Regions from separate parts of the Mus musculus genome. Here all the other regions are linked to region 3. A link is a contact called in public Micro-C and promoter capture Hi-C data. All regions are on one chromosome and are shown on one strand. Each heading gives the region's core, a stretch centred on a gene start, on an enhancer-like site or on the middle of the called end of the contact. The rest is flanking DNA. Distances are from core to core; before and after follow the strand shown. Region 1 has its middle 30 kb from the start of Gm34434. Region 2 overlaps Hs2st1 (heparan sulfate 2-O-sulfotransferase 1). Region 3 holds the start of Sh3glb1 (SH3-domain GRB2-like B1 (endophilin)).

Region 1 (4,820 bases), core at 593-3,092, 310 kb after region 3:
ATTCTACACAGGATCACAGGGCACACCCCATATTTAAACTGTAACTTCTTACCCAGGACAACTCCAAAGGAGCAGCTCTGGGCGGACGATGACAGGGGAGAGTCTAATAAAAATAGAGAACTTCCTCCTCTGATTCTTTCCCCATCTTAATGAATAAAATGATAGAGATTACCCAAATACGAATTATTCATACCCTCATAGTTTCAAAGTTTTGTAACAAAAGTAACAATTTCACGAAAATACTTACAAGTGTCTTACAATACTTACATACTTACTACAATACTTACAAGTGTCTATAATCACTTGTCATCCCCGTCAGTCACGTCAGGATCTATAATCACTGGTCATCCCCTGTCAGTCACCTCAGGAAGCCCACTGGACCAATCTCCTATTCGGTGAGTTTGGGGATACAGTAAGCATCTGTCAGGATGACTTCAAAGTCCCATTTCAGACCTTCCAGAAACCTGATGGCATGGACAACCGAAGTCGGATAATTGCTCTGACCACAGCCAACTGGTAAGTGTAGCGGCATGGCAGGAGCAGGGCAGATCGCAATGGGAAAAACAAGAAATTAAAATAGATAGTGATCCTGAGACAAATGGATGAATCAAACCAGAGACACAGTCAAGGAAATTCATAGAGCTCTTGAATATTCAATGAGATGCTCCTTCAGGGCTGGAGGGAGGATTTAGACAGTAAAGAGCTTGCCACGGAAACCTGCAGAGCTGCATTTAACTCTCCCAGGCCTGTGTAAAACCTGGGCAGGGGGCCTTTGGCTGTAACCGCACGTCTAGGGAGGTAGAGGCAGGTGGATTCCTGTTGTTCCCGGTTCAGTGAGAGAACCTCAAAAACTCAGATGTAAGGACTGGCGAGGTGGAGAGGTCAAGGGCACTTGTCTTGGCAGAGGATAAAGGTCCTGTTCCCAGGGTTCTCTGGGTGGCTCAGGACCATCCCTAACTCTCCTTCTAGAGGATCTGATGTCTTCTGAGCTCCGTGAGCTTCTGGCATCCGCATGGTGCATATACACACACATAGGCAAACTACACATTAAAAAATACACATTAAAAAATAAAATAGAGAATGACCCAGGCAGACACTTGAAGTTGACTTTTAGTCTCCACTTGCACATGCACACACATGTGCACACACCCACATAACTTGTGCACTCACATACGAACACATACACACTAGCATACTATACATACAAAATTAATTAGTTGAAAGAAAAAAAAAACTTTAAATGCCCTATTTGTACTGTTGGCTGGGAAAGCAAAGACTGAGATGCTGTTCTGCAATCATGTGATTAAAAATTTCCAAAGCAAATGATGTATTTCTTTGTTCAGACTAAAAAATTAATGCATGTTTATAATGGTGACTTAAACTACATTAAATATAAAACCTGAAACGCTCAATTATATGATTTTTTTTTTGCCTCATAATGTCAAGTTCATACCTTTTCTGCCTCTTGTTTATTATAAAATGGAGCCATTTGAAGTGTCCCGTACAAGAATTAAATAATGAGGACTTTCTGCGGGGAACACCAGGATCTTTGCTATCCTCTTTGCATATGGACAGCTAGCTAGTTTCACCAAGGTCAGGACCTGGATGAGACACTTAACACACATCTGCATGACAGGGGAGTCACTGAAGGAAATCTCTAGAACAAAGAAAACCTCTGCTTCTTCTTAGACAAGTTTACATCCCTTGCATTTTTCATTGTCTTTATTTGCATGTCTTTGCTTAGAAAGCAAACAGTGCCCTGTCACAGGAAATACTAAGCCCCTGTCACTCCAGCTGCCCGCAGTTGCCTGCCCCCCTCACACAAAGTGTGGTACAAAAAGGCCTCTTAGGCTCTGACAACCAGATGCCAAGCCCAGAAGGGGGGGGGGGTGCTGGCGGGCGGGAACACCAGGGGCTAAGCTATCCTCTTTGCATATGGACAGAGGGTTGGTTGCCTGCGGTGTCTCTGGACCCACCCGTTGCCTGTTGTCAGTCTTCACAGGTGTAAGCCATTCTACTTGGCCGTTCCAGGGACTTTGCTCCTTCCTTTCAAATCTGCACGCGTCTCTACCCTTTCTCTCTCAAACACCAGCCCACTCCTGACGACTACATCTAGGTTGTTCCCCCCACCCCCTTGGGATAGAATGAGGTGAGGAAACTCTTTGCTTTAGAGCATAGCCTAAACCACAAGCCACATCAGTTAGCATTTTGTCTAAGCTCCGCCCCACAGTTACCTGGCAACAGCCAGGTATGCCTGACTCAGTAGCCCCCTCCTCTCTCCTCTTTTCTTGCCTTCTTGCTCCCCCACTCTGTCCCCTCTCTCCCCTTGTGCTCCTGGCCGGCCTCTTTCTTCCTCCCCTCCCCTCCCCTCCCCTCCCCTCCCCTCCCCTCCCCTCCCCTCCCCTCCCCTCCCCTCCCCTCCCCTCCCCTCCCCTCCCCTCCCCTCTCCTCTCCAGTGAGTGCAAGATGCTATCTTCCCCTCGTGCAGAGAGAGAGAGAGAGAGAGAGAGAGAGAGAGAGAGAGAGAGAGAGAGGGAGAGAGAGAGAGAGAGAGAGAGAGAGAGAGGGAGAGAGGGAGATCCATACTGGGAAAAGTAGGGTCTACCCTCGGTGAACCCACAACTGCAGGCATGGAACCTCAGCGTGTCCCAGTGTGTCCCACTCTGTTTAAGCCCGCTCAGTCCGACTCAGGCAGATGCCCTCACCTTTTGTAGCACGGTACTTGACAGTTTCACCTTTCCGTGAACATTTATCTGGTAAGGAATCACTGCATGTTCCGAGCAGTTAAGTTTATCCAACATGCAAATCTCTTAAAACCCATGCCCTTAAATATTTGTGGTCCTGTGGGATGTGACCAGCATCAGGGATGGCAGACTTGAAGGCACTCTGGGTCAGTCTGCTTTCTTTAAGTCTTCTCCAAACACTAGGTTTGGCAAATGAGTCTTGTGTCTTGCCAACCCACCACCACCCCACCCTGTGCCTGCAATTTGTAAACCTCTGTGTATTTTCAGGGAAATGTAGTCCATATGTTTCTGATTGATTTACACTTAACTCATCTAAACGTTGCTTTGCTAGTGTTATTTGATGTCCAAAGGGCCTTAGAGTCTGTTTACATCTGTCTAAGCTGCTTCCCCCCCACCCCCACCTCTGAGGCTCAGGAAGATCTGTTTTGCCAAGAATAAACTAAATTGAACCACCCTACTGGCCCTCCCGTCTATGCCCCCCCCCCAAGTTGGAATAGACTCAGGTTGAATCTGAAATAAAGATCTAAAGAAGCTGTGTTTGAAGTTGACCAAACACTACTGCATACTTCTCTAAGAGGAATTGGAGCCCTAGGCATCCCTGCTGGGAGCTGCACCATTGTTGACACCAGCTCCCAGGGGGTAGCTTTCTTTTCCAACCCTTTCCCTCTCAGCCCTGTTCTCCGCTGCAACTGGCCAGCGACCTGCCTCCATTGTCTCTTCCCATAGGATCCTGTCACTCAGAAGAATGGAATAGATTTTCTACAGTGAACAAAGAGATCCAATTCTCCGATTCTCCTGCCAGATTGGTGATAACATCTTGTCAAGCAAGACTGTGGTTTTCAAACAAAACAAAAGCAGCCTTCAGTGAGTGCTCTACACCACTGAGCCCTAATTTTAGGTAGTTTGCATTTGCCTTGCAAATGAGCCCCCAAATTACTAAACCACAACCATTTAGAGCCGTCCTGCCCGGTGCTGGAAGGATTGGGTAGCATGGGAGGAGTGACTCAGTGCCCCCCCCCCCAGTGGAAGTGGGTAGTTAGACTGCTTACATTCAGAAGGTGCCTGTAGCTCTGAAAACAGAACTGGACTGGGGACGGACACACTGCATCTTGGGCGTGCACCCTGGAGGGGAAAGTACTTAGTTGGGGTTAGGGCAAGCACAAGTCAACCTTGGATGTAATTGAGACAAAGAATGGAGTGATTTGACATTGACTTCTTGATGTGTAGGTTCATCTCGGATGTTAATTTTACATGTCCATTGCTTTCTAGACCCCCGAAAGGTATCAGGAAACGTGTCCTCAGCAGAGGGAACGTTGACGCATCCATGCGGAAGGAATGGTTCCTGGTGCATCACAGCCAGGGCTTAAAGATCTGTTTCTATATTTAATTACTTTTTATTTGCATTAAATTTAAAAATGCTTTTTATTTATTCATCGTGTGTGTGTGTCTGTGTGTGTGTGTGTCTGTGTGTGTGTGTGTGCTCCATGGCATGCCTATGGAGGTCAGAGGTCAAATTTCAGAAAGTGGGTCTCTCCACCATGCTGGTCCCAGGAATTGAACCAGAGACATCAAGCTTGGTGGCAAATACCATTACACAATGAGCCATCTTGCTAGCCACAGATAAATTCTGTATCTGTCAGTATCAGTTGTTCAGTTTTGATTATTCTGCCCTCCAGTAACCCAGAGAAGTCAGAGACTTGAAGCAGGCATTGGACCACCCAGGGCAATGAATGTGACATGAGGCTAGGAGGCCCCATCTCTGCTCTGTGGATGAGACCTCAGGGGTCCTCAACTGTATGTGGAAACAGCACGTTCTCAGGTCGGCTTCTCAGTATGTATGTAGTTATTTGAGCCTTTGGGGGAGAGCCAGGTTGTGAAGCCTGGGAACACGGGATACTTGCTAGAGCTCACTGTGGCCCGTGAGGACACTTGCAACACTCATGTAGGTTGTGCACATGGGTGATCTGACACAAGACACCCTCAGGTGAACCAAACCAGGGGATAGGTAAGCTGCTTTATGAAACCTCGTGAGATAATGGCCTTGTCAGCATCCATAAGGGACCAGTGTGGTCCCCG
Region 2 (4,768 bases), core at 2,094-4,593, 280 kb after region 3:
GTTTATTTTCCCCTCTCCTTTCCTCCGTCCAAGCCCTCCTACGTGCCTGCCCCTCCCTGCAGCACAGTCAAGCAGGCCTTCTTGCCTCAGTTACGCATCTGAGATAACCCCCATAAGCACAGCCAGACACCAACCTAATTTAAACACATTTTACCCAGCACGTGGGAGGCAGGAGCAGGCAGGTCGCTGAATCCAGGGACAGTCTGGTCTAAGTCGTGAGATCCTGTATTTAAAAAAAAAAACAACTCGCCCTCACACAGACCGGCTAGGAAAGGCCTAAGTAATGCAGTGGCCAAGGGCACTGTTTTCCACTTAGACAGATTGCACATACGTAATGCGAATCCAGGGAAACGGTGAGGGCGATCTCATCTGTGTCATGAAAAGAGTGGCCTTGTCTCCAGCTCACCACACTTCCTCTAGTATTGCCATCCGAAAGGAGGTTTCTGCAGCAGCACTTCCGTGTGCTAGTTCTGCCTACAGTCGTGTGGCACCGCACAGTGTGCTCCGGCATGCAGTGTGCACATGGCTGTGACCATAGTTGAGGAGCAGGACACATGATATCACTAGTCCATGAAGCTTCCTATGGACATAAAGGTGACACGTGCAGACAAGTATGTACCCTTCCTCAGGCTGTTAGCAAGGCAGCATATACAACTCAAAAGAGGAAAAGCGCCTTTCCACCAGAAGGCTGGCCTCATGTAACCTCGGTTAGAAGAATCAGTCTACCAAGGAAGAGCATTTTAGGAGAGTTACAGAGATTTGGGGTACCTTAATATGTTGAAGAAGCCATAGGACAGACTAATATGGTAAGGGCAGATGCTCCTTGTCAAAAGTAAGCAGGACTTGCGCGGGGCAGGGAGCGGGCGCTCACTCGTGTTTCTCACTAGAGGTCAGATGTGTGCGTGGTTGGGAACCATGTGTTCGTGCTGGGAACTTAGCTCGCTCCTCTGCAGGAACAAGTGCTCTTAACCACTGGGCCATCTCCCTCATCCCACACACTTGCACTCGTTCCTTCCTAACTTACCGTGTTACCCATTTGAGAGCTGCAGAGATGAGTCACTGAGCAGAGCACTTGCCTTGCAGTGTGGAGACCTGGCTTCAGCTCCCTCCGACATGTAGAGCTGGGTGCCATGGTGACCATCTAATCTCGCAATGGTTTTTGGTGAGACGGGTACTGTGAGGACAAGAGGATCCCTTAATCTTGTGGGCCAGGTAGCCCAATGCCCTCAGCGGCAGATAAAAGACCCTGTTTCAAACAAGAGCTAAGGCAAGGGCCGATGCCCAGGGTTGCTCTGACCTTCCTGCACACCATGGCATCCTATGCTTACAAGCACACGTGCCTTTAGAGAGTCTTTTGACTTGCCCGCGCTCTTGTCTTTGCTGCAGACCTTCGATGAATGTGTGGCTGAGGGCGGCTCCGACTGTGCTCCAGAGAAGCTCTGGCTTCAGATCCCGTTCTTCTGTGGCCACAGCTCAGAATGCTGGTAGGACAACAAACGAAACTAAATAATAAACTTCTTCCTTACCTCCATAACCCACATCCCATGAGCCGGGCTGGGGTAGCCAGGGCTGGATAGAGAATTATGAGAGTCCGAACCTCACCTGACATGTAAATATCTAGATTTGTTTTCTCTAAATGGTTTTAAAGGTTCACTGTCAACATGCTCTCACGGTGTGGCTTATCAACTGCAGTTATTTTTGCTTTGGAGTTCTGTTTTGCTGAATTGCAGCAGAGGATCTTAGAGGTCAGAGGTCATTTCAGAAACCTTATTTTGTCCTAAGTTTACTGCTTCAAGTAGATCAAACAAAGCCAAGAAGTATTCATCTGATTTTATTGTTAAACTTATTTTGAGTTTTTAAGTATCCAACAATACTCTTATAACGTGTGGTTGTAATCTAGTCAGCTAGTAAACACGAGGTAAGAAGGGATTTTAATTTTAAAAAAACCTTATATCCCCAGAATGTCCTGTGTCCAAGTTCTTTAAATATTTGTACTCATTTATTTATTCTAGTCGACCATTTATTTTGGGGGCTCTAAAGATGAGATCTGGAGCCTTGCACAAGCGAGGCAAGTAGTGTATCACCGGGCTGTGTGCCCGCCCTTTGGTTTCCTGAACTTGAGACGCTTGCCTCAGACTCTGCAGTGCTGGGAACAGACATGCACTGCCATACTTGGTTTATTCAATCATTTTGATAGAAAAATACAGAAACAAAATCCATTCTGAATTAGTATATTTCTTAAACTATAATGGGAACTTCAAGAGATTTCTAAATTATCTGAGCAGCGTAGATTGACAGAAAGTTTAAGGTCCTGCCTGTAGGCTGCTCCAAAGCATCTTCATAGAAAGAGAATTGGAAACGCTGGGAGAGTCTTTCAGGTTTTAGCCACTTTCTCTGAAAAGGAAACTAATTCAATGGCCCAGATATGGCAGAGAACTTGCGTTTTGTAAATAAAGCTTTATAGAGCACAGCCACTAATGCTGGTGCATTTACCATCTGCTGAGATAGCAGACTTAAACAATATGGTTTAAGCCATATCGCCTACAAAGCCTAAGACATTTACTCTCTGCCTTTTGTAGAAAAAGTTTGCCAGGCCCTGCTTTTGAATAATGAAAAGTATTGCCCAATTGAGTTTTAAATAGAGAGGATACTTCATATATTTCATACACAGCTTGGGGAGACCTTAGAAATCAACTAAGCCCTTCTTTCTCCCCGCTTTAAGGTTCTTTTGAGGTAGAATCTCTTGTAGCCCAGGCTGCCCTTGAACTTGTAACCCTCCTGTCTCCACTTCCCATGTGCCAGGATAACAGGAATGCACCACCACACCCAGTTTTTTGGCTTGTGGTTCTGACTTTGTTTTAATAGTTGAGAAAATAGAGTGAAGCCACAGCCTTGGGATCACATTGGCACTTAAAATGCAGAGCCAGAGTTAAGCGTAAAGAATGTTGGTGCTAATTAGATCCCAGAAGTACAGTCTATTTAGGGTGAAACCCGTTAACAACATTAGCTCACACTGTAAACAAAAAGATTGTAAGCAGAGCCTCTTCTTACCTACTTTCTGTTTCTCAGAATTTCAGGAAACACTAAAGCTTATGGAAAGAAAAGACATGGAGTTTACAAATTAAGATAAACAATAAACACAAATTGCTTCTACTTTACCAAAGGGGCTCTCAGAATGAGCAAAGTTTTAGAGTAGTTTTAAAACACATAGTGCACACTAAGTCAGATAAAGGACGTATGATCCAAACAAACCGTCCTTAAAGTCAGTTCATTTCCAGAACCCTTCAGGAGCGTCTGTCTGTGTGGCAGTGGGGAGAGTTAGAATCCAGGTCGCCTTCCCAGAGGTGCCCTCTAAGGGCGCTGCCGCTACTGTGCTCGCCTGCGCGCCTGCCTCCCTATTTCCTCCACAACACTTAGCAGATTTCGTGACCGAGTTTTATTCCTTTTCTGTGGTCTCAGGAATGTAGGGAGCAGATGGGCCATGGACCAGGCTAAGTCTAACCTCATTAATGAGTACTTCCTGGTGGGAGTCACCGAGGAGCTCGAGGACTTCATCATGCTGCTCGAGGCAGCTTTGCCCCGATTCTTCCGGGGCGCTACCGACCTCTACCGTACAGGTATGTGTGTGGGAGGTTGGTTTCCACGGCCCTCACTGACTTGCTCTGTGATAAAGTAGACTACGGTTCTAGAAGAGGGGTGGGGTGGGAAGGCTAAACACAAGAACAGCCATCGTGGGCTGTATTTCTGCAGTCGCTTGTCTAAGGGCACGTCCAGACCATTGTGAGTCCATCGATATTGATGGTTTTGTGTGACAGCTTACCTCAAACTCCCCTAGAGTTTGCATCTACCCTCCATTCTCCACTATTGTAGCAAATATAGGTGGTGGGAAGCTAGATAAAGGCTTTATCGGAAATTTTTTTTTTTTTTAAATAAGCAAGGGCCAGCAAGCTAGCTCAACAGTGTGAGGGCACTTGTGGCAGGAGCCCAGATATGTGATAGGAGAAAAGGACTGACTCCAGGGACGCACACACACACAACTGGACACTGGTAGTGGTGGTTGTTTAAAAATAAGTAAATGGTTCTTAGAGTGGAGAGGGTGAGAGACTCCACTTACTGAGTGGAGTCTTGCATTTACTACTTGGGCATTTTGTTGGGTCTTTTAAGGATTCACCTTGTAATGGTGCTGCCTCGGATGAGGTTAGCTTTCTGGATTTTGCTGGATTATGTTATTAATGTTATAGGGTAATGTGTTACTTGCCCTTCACATTGTCTTATTAGCAGAAACCACTTCTTCAAGTAAAGAGGCATGTCTGTGTGTGTTCTGTAAGAATTATTTATGTTTCCTGTCTTTCCATCGTAAGTAGGAAAGAAATCTCACCTTAGGAAAACCACAGAGAAGAAGCTGCCCACCAAGCAGACTATCGCGAAGCTGCAGCAGTCTGACATTTGGAAGATGGAGAATGAGTTCTATGAGTTTGCTCTGGAGCAGTTCCAGTTCATCCGAGCTCACGCTGTCCGCGAGAAAGACGGAGACCTCTACATCCTGGCCCAGAACTTTTTCTACGAAAAGATTTACCCTAAGTCGAACTGAGCGCAGGTGTGGCCAGAGCACTCCTGCCCCGGAACTTGACTGTGTCACCACCCTTCTCAGCCCCCTGCTGATGCGTGTGCGAGCTGTGAGCCACGCTGAGCTGGGGACAGACATGAATGTCAAGGAGTGAGATGCTGGCGGGCTGGCGGAGTCCTGTGGAGTTTTTAACTTTCTGGC
Region 3 (4,423 bases), core at 563-3,062:
CAAAAAATACTGTCACAGGCCAAATGATAGACAACAGAAGAAACCACGGTTTGTTTTATCTCCTTTTAACAGGGTCGACGTGCACCCATCCACTCCACCCCCGTTTTTCCTGTTTTCTTTTCTTTCAGTTGGGACTGGAACCAATGGCCTAACACTTACACTTGGAAAATTCTACCCACTGAGCTCCAGCCTCAGAACTTCCTCCCGATTTTTTAAAATTATATAGACCTAAAGCCTGCAGAGAGGTTCCAGAGATCGTAAGACTCCTTTCGTTCTTGCTTGATAGCAGCAAAGCAAATGTCAACAGCTGCGTCTCCTGTAACTATTCTCTCCTTCTTCGATAGCACAAGCTCTGTCTTGTCTAAGACAACAATACGTACTGTTAAAGACAAGACCTACCATTCTCTCACAAATGCTCTTAGTTTTTTTTAACAGAGCACATTGCATTTATTCGATCGAACTGCCATTGTGAGGACCTAAATGGCCCAGTTCTCACTAACGATGTGAAAATGAAAGTTTACGAGCTGGGGGTTATGGAATGCTTGTTTTAAAGGAGAAAGGGACACTGAGCTGGTGTGTACTTTTGCCTCTCCCCTTCATTTCCTTTCTAATGTGAGAACATATGTGTGATATCTAGAGGTTCCAGAGGCATCTTGAAACACCAAAATGAAAGTTACATGATAAGACCTGTAAAACAGGATCTATTGGACAGTGGTTTGGTCCCCAGGATAAAGGAAGTGGGGAGAAGAAAAAGGAGGGAGGAACAAGAAAGAAAAACAAAGACAGGAGGGTGATGGGTTTGAAGCGGTCTTTGGATACCTGAAGCCAGGCTAGGTCGCATGAGGCCTTTTCTCAGAAAACAGAAACTAAATTAGCTGAGTGTAGTGTGGGTGTCTGGGTGGGTGGGTGTGGGGGGAAGGGCTCATGCCTTTATCACACAGCTAAGAGTTGGAAGGTTGAGGCCCTGCCAGACAGTAGGTACTCAGGAGTGAAGGAATGTATAACCGGATAGGAACCTTGTCTTTCTTCTCCATTGTCTCTCTGAAATGCTCTTATATACCTTCCCAGGGGATGGGAGATACTTTCTAAATATGCCTCAGATGACCACCAGCCACCAAAGGGACTGAACCCTTCAGCACCTACTCAATGCCTCACACACAATAGGTCCTCAACAGTGAGTCAAAGTATAATAGGGTAGGGGACAATGAAGACAATCCCGTTCAGCAAAGATTGGCTAGGTGTCTACCCAAGCCATAGGTAGCCTTTGACCCCAGACCCAATACAGGAAATCCGGGCCAATGATTCTATAGTGTCAGTTCTGTTTCCTTTTAAGGAACGTTTTGTCCATGCTTTTCTAAGGAACTTTTGTCCGGGCGATTCTGTCACAGACACTCACTGAGATGCTGTGGGAGGGAATCAGGGTGAGAGCCCAGGAGGCTCTCGTTCTGGTAAGAACTTCCACTGATGCTCTGACACTGGCTTGGTGCTTAGTGAGCTGTCAGGAGAGCCTCAGCCGCGGCTCCACCCAGTGGTGAATCCTCGGCCACCCTGCAGGGGTCGCTGTTCCCATGAGAACCTCTGCAGCGGCTCCACCCAGTGGTGAATCCTCGGCCTCCCTGCAGGGGTCGCTGTTCCCATGAGAACCTCTGCAGCGGCTCCACCCAGTGGTGAATCCTCGGCCACCCTGCAGGGGTCGCTGTTCCCGCGAGGACACCCCCGCCCCCCACCCCACGCCATCGGTGAGGCCACGCCCCCCTCCCGGCCGGCTGTTTTCCGCCGCGGTTGCACAGTCGCCGGGCGGCGGGGCGGGGCGGGGCCTTCCTCCGGACGCGACCTCGGTCCCCGTGGCTCGCAGCTGCTCGGCGACGCGACAGGCCCAGCGTGTGAGCGGAGAGGCGCGCGCTCGCGGGCGCCCGCCCTCTTCCCTCCCCCGCCTCCCCGCCAGGAAACGACAGCTGCGCGGGGCTGGCGCCGCCTCCCGCCACCTACCACGTCCGCCCCGCCGTCGCCGTCGCCCGGCGCCCCAGCCCGGCCGCGGCGCTCCCCGCCTCCCCGCTAGCGCAGCCGGCGGCTCTGCCCGGCTGCCGCCCGGCATGAACATCATGGATTTCAACGTGAAGAAGCTGGCGGCCGACGCGGGCACCTTCCTCAGCCGGGCCGTGCAGGTACGGCGGCGGCGGTTGGGGCCGGGCGGGGTGGTGGCGCCGGGGAGGGCGAGCGGAGGGCGGGTCGGGGACGGCGTCGCCCTGGTACCCAGGCCTGCCGATGGGCGCGGCCTGGCGCCCCTGCCCCGCTGGCCGTTTCCGCCTCGCTCGCCCGGCCGCCGCCGCCCCGCGCCCCGGCAGGCGAGTCGGGACGCGGCCCAGGGCGGACACCTTGGGTTCACCCCGGGGCGGAGGCCTCGGTGCCCCAGCCGGCGAGGCAGGGCACGCCGAGCACCTTGGCGCCACCCCCACCCTCCGCTGCGCTCGCTCTCGCCCTCCGGGCCGCGTCCGACCGAGAAGGGAGTTTCCTTTTCCTGCCCCTCAACGCAGAGGAGCTGCCAGCTCAGTTCCCACCAGCCCTCGCTGCTGCCCCTTGGAAGGATTGTCCCAGAGCTTAGCAGCCCGTGGGGGAGATGGAGATTGCCTGTCCCTGTCGGTGTCCCAGCTTCACCAAGGACGCAGGACACCTAGGATTAGGGGTGCCCTGACGCGTTCCCCAGATGGGCTATATAGAGCAGGGGTGAGAGGAGGACGCGATTCACGTTGTTGTCACATTGGAGGGGACCGGGCACGCTTGGCTTCAGGCGCACTTGGAAGGGAAAAGTTCACTGCGTCTCCTTATTCTGTGATTAAGGAAGTGTCAGCAATAGGGAACTTGGGCAGATTTTTTACAGTCAACACCCACATTATGCAAACTCAGTTAAATCTCGGAGCAGATGTCAATTTCACAACGTGGCTTGTAAACAATCTGGTATTGAAGTTAGTGACATAGGGTAGCAGCAGCCCTCTGTTCCGGAAAGAGAAAACAAAAGTAATGTCCCATGTGCCAAAATCCCACCGAACTATAAATCTCACGTGTGCTGCTTTATTTCTTGATTCATTTCATTTTACTGGCACTGTGAATATCATATTTCGTTATCCTTGGCAAAAGAATCGGACAGTTCCCCAGGGTAATGACTGCCTATCTTATGAAAAATAGTATGACGAGCAGTTTACTGTGCATTGAACGTACTAGCTGCAGCCCATCTCTGTCACTTTGCCAGAGAGGCATTGTTCGCCCTCCCTTAAAAAGGAAGCAGTCTTAGAGAGGGTAAATAAACTGGCTTGACTTGCTTGGCTAGCAGACAACCAAAGTTGCCCTCTGACCCACTACTTACTATACTAGAGGCTGCGTTTTCCCTCAGAATGATCATCACGGGGTTAAGATATGTAAAATAGCAATATGATGTGGCCCCAAGAGAACTTAAAGATCATTTGGTAAAATCTGAACTCTTACCAACAGTGAGTAACGCTTAGGGATGGGAGATTCCACCTCGCTTTTGATTCCCTGGACCAGTGCACTGTGTGAGAAGCTCACAGCCATACTCGCCCCTTAATCCTCCTTCCTCCCCAGAAATGTGTGATTCAATAATTGGGGGATGAGATGAGGTGTTTTTAGACTTAACATTAACTCAGTAGAGGAGCCGAGGCTGTGGTAAGTTTTGTTTAGTGTTGCTTACCTGTTACTCCAGGTATTTAATGTGACAGATACTACATAATCCACAGTTTAATACAATTATGTGTCTCAATCAGACACAAAATACATAATTCAATCTAAATTATTGAAAGACTCAATTTTAGAAAGTAAAGCTAGAAATTTTCATAAAAATTATACTTCCCCAATGAATTTTAGTTTCTAATTGTTTCTGGTGCTTTTTTACCGAAAAGGTTTTTAAGTTGTATCCTAACGTGTAAGCTGGCAAATAATTTTCTCTTCAGTCTTATTCAGTTCTATGTTCCATGTTTAGCTTCACTGATTAAAATAAAATCAGAAGAGTCTCCTCCCAGCCCAGCAGCATAGAGCGCATGAGCAAACAAGGCAGTGGAAGCGGAAAGGGTACTTACTCGGAGAGGTGGCGGTGGCCATGCTATGGTGCCAGGAGACTTGGGCTTCCCATTCTAATGGCATGAGGCACCAAGAGACCTTCGTGAAGTAACAGAAACACAGTGCTTGTGGGGCTTTGCTGTTTGGTTGGTTTTTATTTTGGAAGAAAGCTATTCCAGACAAACAAGTTGAGAATACTGGGGAGGCCAGGTGGAAAAGAGCTGTGTCCCCAAGACCAGCTAAGTATTTGTGACTAGTTGACTGTGTCAGACTAGCCCTGGAGTAGGAGAAAAACCTGTGAAAAATGACTCTGGATTGTGACTTCAAACATTTATTAAGGAGGGAATGAGAACTG

Evidence for each region. Promoter capture Hi-C pulls out the DNA fragments that hold promoters and counts their contacts. A called contact is a pair of places that touch in the nucleus more often than the background predicts.
Region 1: a contact with region 3 is called in a Micro-C map of embryonic stem cells, with 4 times the contacts expected there. The contact joins the enhancer-like site here to the promoter of Sh3glb1 in region 3. A contact is called at or near these places in 3 of 39 promoter capture datasets (embryonic stem cells and stem cell-derived epiblast-like cells), 1 of 15 datasets of contacts at CTCF or cohesin (stem cell-derived epiblast-like cells), 3 of 484 Hi-C or Micro-C datasets (the G1E-ER4 cell line and embryonic stem cells) and 5 of 115 datasets of contacts at active chromatin or transcription factors (DN3 thymocytes, astrocytes, epiblast stem cells and 2 more).
Region 2: a promoter capture Hi-C map of embryonic stem cells shows a contact between it and region 3, with 2.7 times the contacts expected there. The contact joins the enhancer-like site here to the promoter of Sh3glb1 in region 3. A contact is called at or near these places in 18 of 39 promoter capture datasets (the 3T3-L1 cell line, the C10 cell line, the HPC-7 cell line and 10 more), 1 of 15 datasets of contacts at CTCF or cohesin (stem cell-derived epiblast-like cells), 12 of 484 Hi-C or Micro-C datasets (the G1E-ER4 cell line, the HPC-7 cell line, LSK cells and 7 more), 6 of 115 datasets of contacts at active chromatin or transcription factors (bone marrow-derived macrophages, cardiomyocytes, epiblast stem cells and 3 more) and 3 of 9 other capture datasets (adipose tissue, embryonic stem cells and liver).

What each region holds. Positions count from the first base shown.
Region 1 is chr3:144,410,038-144,414,857 of GRCm38.p6, reverse strand. No RefSeq gene overlaps it. Among named protein-coding and RNA genes, the nearest start is that of Gm34434, 30 kb to the right of the region's middle. Within about 2 kb of position 1,842, at least 51 of the 459 cell types and tissues checked have an H3K27ac peak or open chromatin away from gene starts, as enhancers often do. A contact at or near this core is called in DN3 thymocytes, embryonic stem cells, epiblast stem cells and 2 more, where this site is marked.
Region 2 is chr3:144,434,311-144,439,078 of GRCm38.p6, reverse strand. It overlaps Hs2st1 (heparan sulfate 2-O-sulfotransferase 1), which reads left to right. Exons shown (of 7, transcript NM_011828.4): 5 at 1,387-1,484; 6 at 3,460-3,617; 7 at 4,365-4,768. The coding sequence ends at 4,591. Among named protein-coding and RNA genes, the nearest start is that of Gm34434, 55 kb to the right of the region's middle. Within about 2 kb of position 3,343, at least 7 of the 459 cell types and tissues checked have an H3K27ac peak or open chromatin away from gene starts, as enhancers often do. A contact at or near this core is called in embryonic stem cells, where this site is marked.
Region 3 is chr3:144,717,724-144,722,146 of GRCm38.p6, reverse strand. Sh3glb1 (SH3-domain GRB2-like B1 (endophilin)) reads left to right here and starts at 1,812. Exons shown (of 9, transcript NM_019464.3): 1 at 1,812-2,165. The coding sequence starts at 2,094.